Linked DNA regions of Gossypium hirsutum: region 2 is linked to region 1. A link is a contact called in public Hi-C data. All regions are on one chromosome and are shown on one strand. Each heading gives the region's core, a stretch centred on a gene start, on an enhancer-like site or on the middle of the called end of the contact. The rest is flanking DNA. Distances are from core to core; before and after follow the strand shown. Region 1 holds the start of LOC107957029 (2-dehydro-3-deoxy-D-gluconate 5-dehydrogenase). Region 2 holds the start of LOC107957035.

Region 1 (3,951 bases), core at 1,048-3,547:
AAACTTTTCCTTCATCTACTTAGCATAAGAATCCCACTCTAGCATATGAAATACCCCTTTCTATTGAGAATAGAAATTGTATTGGTCCAAAGTCTGTCCCTTAAATTGAAGCATAACCATTCAAACCTTGCCATTATCAAGCATCGATTCCCCTTTAAAGTATTGCTTCATTTTTAACCACCATCCTCTAAAATCAGACTTCGGTCACTTCAACTTATATGCTTTATTAACAGATTCACCAAAAATTATCTTACCAGGATTAGAACTTGCATCTTCCACAACAACCAACTATGGCTCACTATCATTAGGAGGGAACCTAGGGGGAGCCCCAAGAATACTCTTCCCTTTACCTTGGGACACTTTATTAGCCTCTATAACAACCTTAACAAGTTCTAGCCTTTCTTAATACTGCTCAAATAGATCATTGATCTTAGTTTTAACCTCTGCGTGTATCTCATTCTTGATTTCATCTCTTAAATTATACATTCTTACATCAAGTTTCTTTTCAAGTTCCTATTGCAACTGACTCACATCTTTTTGCATTTGGGTGGTCACATCGTCCCCCCAACCATTGAAAAAGGCTTTGATACCTAATTGATGTAGCTTCTATTGAATTAATAGAATCTTGAGAAAGAAAGTAGAATAGAATAAAGAAAAGAAGAAGGAGAAGGAGAAGAAAAGAAGAGTGAGAGAGAAAAGAGAATTTGGAATAACTTAGATGGAAAAACCAATACAATTGCCCTATCTTTATAACATGATTCTGATAGTTCGGTAGTTATAAAAGACTAAAATAAAATGCATCGTTTTATTGACATCCCATTATTTTTCTCCCATACGACACCTTTTTATTTTAACACACATCAATGAGTTTTGTTCTTTTTTCCCTATTAAGTTTTATTGTCCTTTCCACAATGAAGATTGAAGAATATTTTGTATTTGTAACTTTATTGAGAAACTTGTTTCTCTCTTCTTTTTTTCAATAAAAAAATTTTAATTCTTTGAATTGAGTCCTAACATTTTCTAATCAGTTTTACTATGTTTGGAAAAAAAAAATCTCTTAGTTAACAATGAATTATGAGAACTCGTTACTTTCTTCAATTTTGATAATTGCAGGTACATTCCTACAAATTCAAATGAATTATAGGTTCGTATTAATTTAAAGTAGTTCGTTCTATTTCTCATATATATATATAACCCAGATTTAACTTTTTTTTTACCTAACATGATCCATGTTGGCATGTGTCTAAAAAATTATTCACATAATAGTTAAGTTAAATGGTTTTAGTAACAAAGATTTTATTGATATAATATCGAAAATCAATGATAAAATTAAAATAATTTTAAAATTTAAAAATCAATTTAAAATTAAGATAATAGTTTAGAGACGTATAGTATAGTGTAATTAACTCTAAATAATAAACAGAGTTAGTTGTAGAATTTTTTTATATTTGTTAATTAATATGATAAAAAAATATTAATTGATTAATTCTCTAGGAATTATTAGAGATATGGATTCAGCAATTGTTGTCGGAGATATTATATTATAACACGGGATTTATTTATTTTATTATTTAATAGAATCAAATCAAATCTTCTTCCGTGACTTTTTAGGGTCGGTGCCCCATTTTAGCAGTTAATTATAAGGTTTTCTCTTTTGTTTTCAAAATAAAATCATTTGAGAAATTAGTTTTAATATTATTATATAAATTATAAAATGATTATTTACTTCTTCTTTTTTGTGTTTATTGTTATTTTTTTGCTTTTTATATTTTTATGAACTTTGTAAACTTTTTTATTTTGTTGTAGTTGAATGGAGAATTAATATCAATAGTCTAATCACGTATTCTATTATTTTTATGCTACTATGTGCATTTATTTTGTACGAATAATTATAGGCTATTGGGAATTTCATGAAATAAAAATAATTATAAAGAAAATTAATGGGATCTAAAATAGCCCAAATTTATTCGTAATAATTGTTACAGAGTTTTTATCAAAACTTAAATGATACATATTCAAATTTTGTTATTTCTATTCTCCTTCATATGATTATATTATATTTATAAAATAAATCAGTATTTATTAATAATATAAAATATAACAATATAAATTAAAATAAAATTTTATATTTTGTATTTTATAGTGAGAGAAGGTAAATTAAAGATGTAAAATTTTAAGAAAATTTAAAAAGCAGCTGAATTTGGAATAGCTTTAAATTTTAAAATTCTTCATTATTTACTAAAACAAATAAATTTATCTTAAAATTTATAAAATATTGACAAAAATAAAAAAAAACTCTTTATATTTTTGTCTTTTTCAAAAACAAGAAAAAACACTGTTTTCAGGAAAGTTATCTAAAGGAGATAACAAGGCATTAACGGAAGCGCAAAGGAATAGACCTTTCGTTTGTGCCTGGCAGGTTTTTGTTTTCATTTTTGCTACCAGTTACCAATAAACACCAATTAAAAACCATCTTTTTATCCTATAAAAGCACAATCATCTAGGCTACCTTCAAAAATCTCTCCAACCCACTACCTTGATTCATTTCATCAGCAGCATTATATATATATATATAGGTAACGAACCTTTTTTGTTGTTTTGCAGCTTTGGATTTACCTTCTGGGTTGTGTTTGATTTTGCTGTTTCTTGATGTTTTCTGGGTGATCAGCAGTTGTGTATTGAGAATGGAGGATCTAGCAAAGAACGTGTTGATCACTTCAGATGGAGATGAAATTTCAGTGAACATTGCTTTGCATTTAGCCAAACGTGGTTGCAGGTTATAAGTTTCCTATTTTAGATGAGTTGATGTTTTGCATATACTTGGGGTTCTTTCATTTATGATCAAAATAGAACATTTTCCATTTCTTAATTTACTGTTGTTTCTTGATTCAATCCAATATCCAAGTGATTAGGTATAAGTTGGTGTTGATTGTTCATGAAATGGAGCAAAAGTTTTTTAACATATAGGAATATGATGTTGTGGGCATGTGATTAGGTTGGTATTAATGGGGAATGAGTGCTCTTTGAGGAGTGCCAAACAGAAAATAATGGATTCAATTATGAAAGTGGTGGTCCCAGAGCCAGTAGCGGTGGTTGGTTTGGACATGGAAGATGAAAGAGAAGGAGCTTTTAATGATGCAGTGGATAAAGCATGGAGAGCTTTTGGACACTTGGATGCTCTTGTCAATTGTCATGCTTACGAAGGTGGGTATCTATTTCTATCTGGATTTGCTATGAATATCATCTCTGCTGATATTTTTTCCAATTGATGTTGACGTGGCATATAAAATGTTCATATTTTGGGGCAGTTTGGAACTTCTGCCCTTAATATTATCCTCATTTTTCAGATGGGATGGGATTAGATATTAAGCCAAGACGCTTTGATTTTTCAACAATGAACCACCACGGTAAAATTATATTATACTTTAAATTTCATTTTAGCCTCTTTACCCAAAATTATGCAAAATGATCATTATACCTTAAATGAAGGAGCGAAATAGTTCATCTGTTAAATTGTGTCTATTAATTTTTATTTATGTCACGCATAATAATTTATGTTTAAGTTTTTAAATGTTTTATTTTTTTAAAAGAAATTGTTTTTTTTTTGCATTTCTAATTTTTCTAAAAGTAGAATATTTTATAAAAATTAAAAAAAAGCATGTACTCTTTTAAAATTTTAGAAATTTTTTATTTTTTATGTTTTAATTTTTAAATTTAGAATTTTTTATAATTTTGAAATTATGTTTTTTATTTATGCTTTTTAATTTTTTTATGGTTTTTTAGAATTTTGTTCTTGTACAATATAAGACAAAATAGAGTAAGTAAACAATAAAAGGTAGATAGTCAATTTGCTTAAAATAGAAGAGTAGTGCTAATTAAAATGAATAAATGTGTAAATATCACAATGAAATTTATTATTATGTTTTATATATAAAGTGTGAACATAAGTAT
Region 2 (3,951 bases), core at 1,008-3,507, 450 kb after region 1:
CCCGGGTATAATACGTTGCTGCTGGTGTTCTGTTTGAAATTCTTACTTTACCCGGTTAAAGTGTGTTGAAACTCCAACATAGATAGCAAAATTTGGCCGCCAAATCTGAAAAAAATAACAGATTGATAAAGAAACTTTAAGGATAAAATGGTAAAATAATAAATGAAAGTTCAACCAGTGAGCTTACTGCTGCTGAAAGCTCCAGTTGATTTTTGGGATAGCAGTGTGGTGAGAATTGATTTTGGTTGCACTGAAACACTCAACCAAACAGCTTCCCAGTAAGGTTGGGAATCCAACTACAACTCACTGACTTTAAACGGTGAACCAAAGGAAGCCTTAAGCGGTGAGTATATAAAGCAGTAAATAAACATAACACAAGGTTGCAATATACAATACATATTAGTATCACAATATTCATAGAAACACGATAACTACTAGCATGCTTATGAATGTTAGTGCAGTACACTACCCAATCCAACCCAGCACATCACAGTAAAAGTTCCTCAAAACTCGTCCAACTCTACAAACCAAAATAGTATTTTGCAGATGAACAACTCGTAAATTAATAGGAGCCTTAGCTCATGTGGATGAACCACCAATAGATGATCGATGAACCGATCCAACATTTAATCCTGAACTTCCTCCTTCAACAACCCAAACCCCAATGCATTAGTAGGACACGCTAGCAATGTTAGAAAGCAATAACAGTTTTAACATACTATCATGCAAACAGTAACAGGTTGTTGGTTAAATAGTAACAATAATCATGCATCAGTTATATATGCGGGATTAACACTGAATCAACATTATACACATATTCAACATTAACGATTCAGAAAAATGGCAGCATGCTACAACTAGATCTACCATACAAGGTCCCATTTACTACTAAGTCATTTCATTGGTTTCTCAATACCACGTCAAAGAATATTTTTCAACCAAATCTGGAGTTACTTATCACAACCAAAACCATTAGAATGAAATAACTAACATTAAGTGATAAAATCAACAAGCAAAACGCAAAAATAGGCACTCATACATTCAGCCAAGCCCATACACTCACGGAAACACACGGTTAGACACACACCTTCACCCATACGCTCATGCAGCACTTCACTCCTCCGATGGACTCCAACGATTCAGATCTGCTCTGATCCCATCAGGATTCGATCTTTCAAATGGTATACACATAAATAACAACACATTACAATCGACATAAATGAGATTCAGAAATCGAAGAAACCCGATTAACCAATAAGTGAAATAAATCGTACACACGATTTATTTACTCGAAAACCAAATCTTACCCATGGATTGGAAGGTTTACACTTACCAATCTACCGTTAGGATCATAACCGTGTAAAATAGAATAAAGAGGCATGTGCACAAAACTATTGGTGCAAACGAACCGAACGATTAATGATTATTCGGGGAAAAAAAAAGAATCGACAACCCAAGAGGGGTGCAAGAAACGGCAGCTAAGAAGAAGAGAAAGGAAGAAGAAGAAGAGAAAAGAGAAGAGAAGGGGGAAGAGAGGAGAAAACGGCCAAAGGAAAAAGTGAAGAGAGGAAAACAAGTTTAGGGGCGGCAGCAGAAACAAAAAAATGAGAAGAGGGGGCTGGCCAAGCAAAATTACACTTAAAAACCTGGGGTCTTAGCACACTAGGGTTTTTTACACTAAAAAATGCGAAGGTATCGGGTCTTGTTAGAAAGGTATCGATACTTATCGTTATAGTTTTTGACATTTTGACAGGCCAAGCCCAAACAGAAGCCTAATTGCACACTCAAATAGAAAAATTATAGATTCAACTTGAAAATTTTAATTCACATTTCGGGGCATGACAGTTGAAATAATGGTTAAGTTTTGACCCAATATAAGAATAATTGTCAAGTTTAGAACTTAACTTGGATAAAAAAAAAATTTAGATCCTAATATGGAAAAAGTTGTCAAATCCATCTCAATGTGGGAACAAATAATAAATTTAGGACTTAACTTGGATTAAAAAGAAGTCTAAACTCCAATATAAAAAAAAGTTATTACTTTCCGCCGGAAATGGAGATGGAGTAGGTAGTTTCTTGTCAAAAAGCCACTATGTTGTCTCAAATTTTAATAATCAAAAGCATGAAAAAGAAGATGATAAAAAGAAGCAATGAAAAAAAGGTACTTTCAAAACACTAATCTTTGAGTGGACATTGATGATGGAAGCATCAAGAACGAGGACTTGGCTACTCCTCCAATCGAATATAGAAGGCCTGTGGGGTTGACATCAAGACGAAATCTTGCCCAACAAAAAGCAAGAGATTTAAATGATCACAAGTAGAAAGTGGGAATGATTGACAGTTCTTATTTTTAGCATTATATCATTCCCATGAACAAGCCATAAAAACAAGCATCCACAAAACTTTCTTTTGCTTTTTTTTATTTGTTTAATGCTTGTTTCGTTCTTGCTTTTTTTCAGTTTAACTCTACAGGAGATTAGTGTGTGTGAAGGAGCTGCATATATTAGAAAATGAAAGATTGGGCTGCTCCCTTCGTAGCTGCAGCACTGTTTGCATTTATATCACCAGGGGTAATCCTGCAAATCCCAGGGAAGAATCAACCCATCGGTTTTATGAACATGAAAACAAGTGTGGCTGCCATTTTTGTGCATGCTGTTCTCTATGCTTTGTTCCTCATCCTGTTCCTTGTTGTTCTTCATATCCACCTCTATGTCTAACAACAAAGGCACTCTCTCTATCTAACAAGATTAGATTTTCATTTTGTATTATCATGTTTTCTGCTCCCATGAAGAAGAATTTGCTACTGTTATTTAGCTTTTGTTGTTTTTTCACATTGCTTCTATGTTATTCAGACTTGGTTATGATCATTGCAGCTATTTTCTACTAACGGTAAATCTTTGATTCTGATCTTGCTTTGAACGATAAAGATAAATTGCATTTTGAACAGACAAACAGCCATATTATATATATTTTTTGCTCTGCAATCATTAATATAGTTCATTTTGTCTCTAGCTGCATCAATGCCTAATTTCAGATTCTGGCATGAAAAGTTGACATTCTCCATATAATTTTATTACCACCTGAATGCCAAATTTGGAGCTGGTAAATGGAACTACTGCTGATACAAGTACATATCACCGTTTTGTTGGTTTCCACCATAAATTAATCATAACTAGTAAGCATATGCAAATCTGATAGAGTCAAATATGAGCTCAAGGGTAAATGATTAAGTCAACCTTCAGAATTGTTTGCTCATTTTTAAGGAATCTTCAGGAAAACGACTGTTTCCAGAACAATAATGAAAAAGTAAGCTATATAAAGAAATGATAATAATGCCCTTCCCCACCTCTCAGCCATTAGCAGATGATTCTTGAGTAAGCATGAATAAGACAAAAGTAGATTCAGAAACCAGAATAAAACATTTTATTTATCAAACTCTTTCGCAAGATTAATGTGAAGAACAAAATCAGAAGACAAACAAAAATATCAATGTAGTAACTTTGGTTTAAAAAAGACACATGCAAACAGAAACAGAAAATACATACAAAACCACAAATTTAGAGATTCTAACAGAGTTGGGTAGTTGGTTTTGGTCAGCTATGAGCCAACATACATATGCACACCAATAGCTATGAGGAAGATACAGATGAGTCCAAAATAAATAATGGAATGCACCAGGATGGATACTCCACTAGTCTGAAAGTTTCCAAACTCTACATATCGGGATCTCCCTGGAACCTGAATCAGCAGCCCTGGTGTTAGAAGTATGAAAAGTACCACCGCGATGAAAACCGGCCCCCAATCCGACATCTTTCCTCTCTCAGCAACACTAGAACCCTTTAATATAGATCACTTGGTGTTGGTAATCAGACATGTAATGTATATAAAGAGTGGAGATGGAAATGAGAAAACAAAAGAAAACAAAGCAAAAGATGATTATAAAGTGTTATT

Evidence for each region. Hi-C and Micro-C count contacts between places; a contact is called where the count stands out from the background.
Region 2: a Hi-C map of leaf shows a contact between it and region 1, with 1.9 times the contacts expected there. The contact joins the promoter of LOC107957035 here to the promoter of LOC107957029 in region 1. A contact is called at or near these places in 3 of 34 Hi-C or Micro-C datasets (hypocotyl and leaf).

Annotation. Positions count from the first base shown.
Region 1 is chrA05:83,662,516-83,666,466 of Gossypium_hirsutum_v2.1, forward strand. It overlaps LOC107957029 (2-dehydro-3-deoxy-D-gluconate 5-dehydrogenase), which reads left to right and starts at 2,298. Exons shown (of 6, transcript XM_041112544.1): 1 at 2,298-2,419; 2 at 2,605-2,776; 3 at 2,996-3,204; 4 at 3,348-3,407. The coding sequence starts at 2,685.
Region 2 is chrA05:84,112,915-84,116,865 of Gossypium_hirsutum_v2.1, forward strand. LOC107957035 reads left to right here and starts at 2,258. Exons shown (of 1, transcript XM_016892464.2): 1 at 2,258-2,878. The coding sequence starts at 2,511. The coding sequence ends at 2,717. It overlaps LOC107957033, which reads right to left. Exons shown (of 1, transcript XM_016892462.2): 1 at 3,401-3,951. The coding sequence starts at 3,810. The coding sequence ends at 3,598. It overlaps LOC107957036 (a long non-coding RNA gene), which reads right to left and starts at 1,693. Exons shown (of 2, transcript XR_005926755.1): 1 at 188-1,693; 2 at 1-105.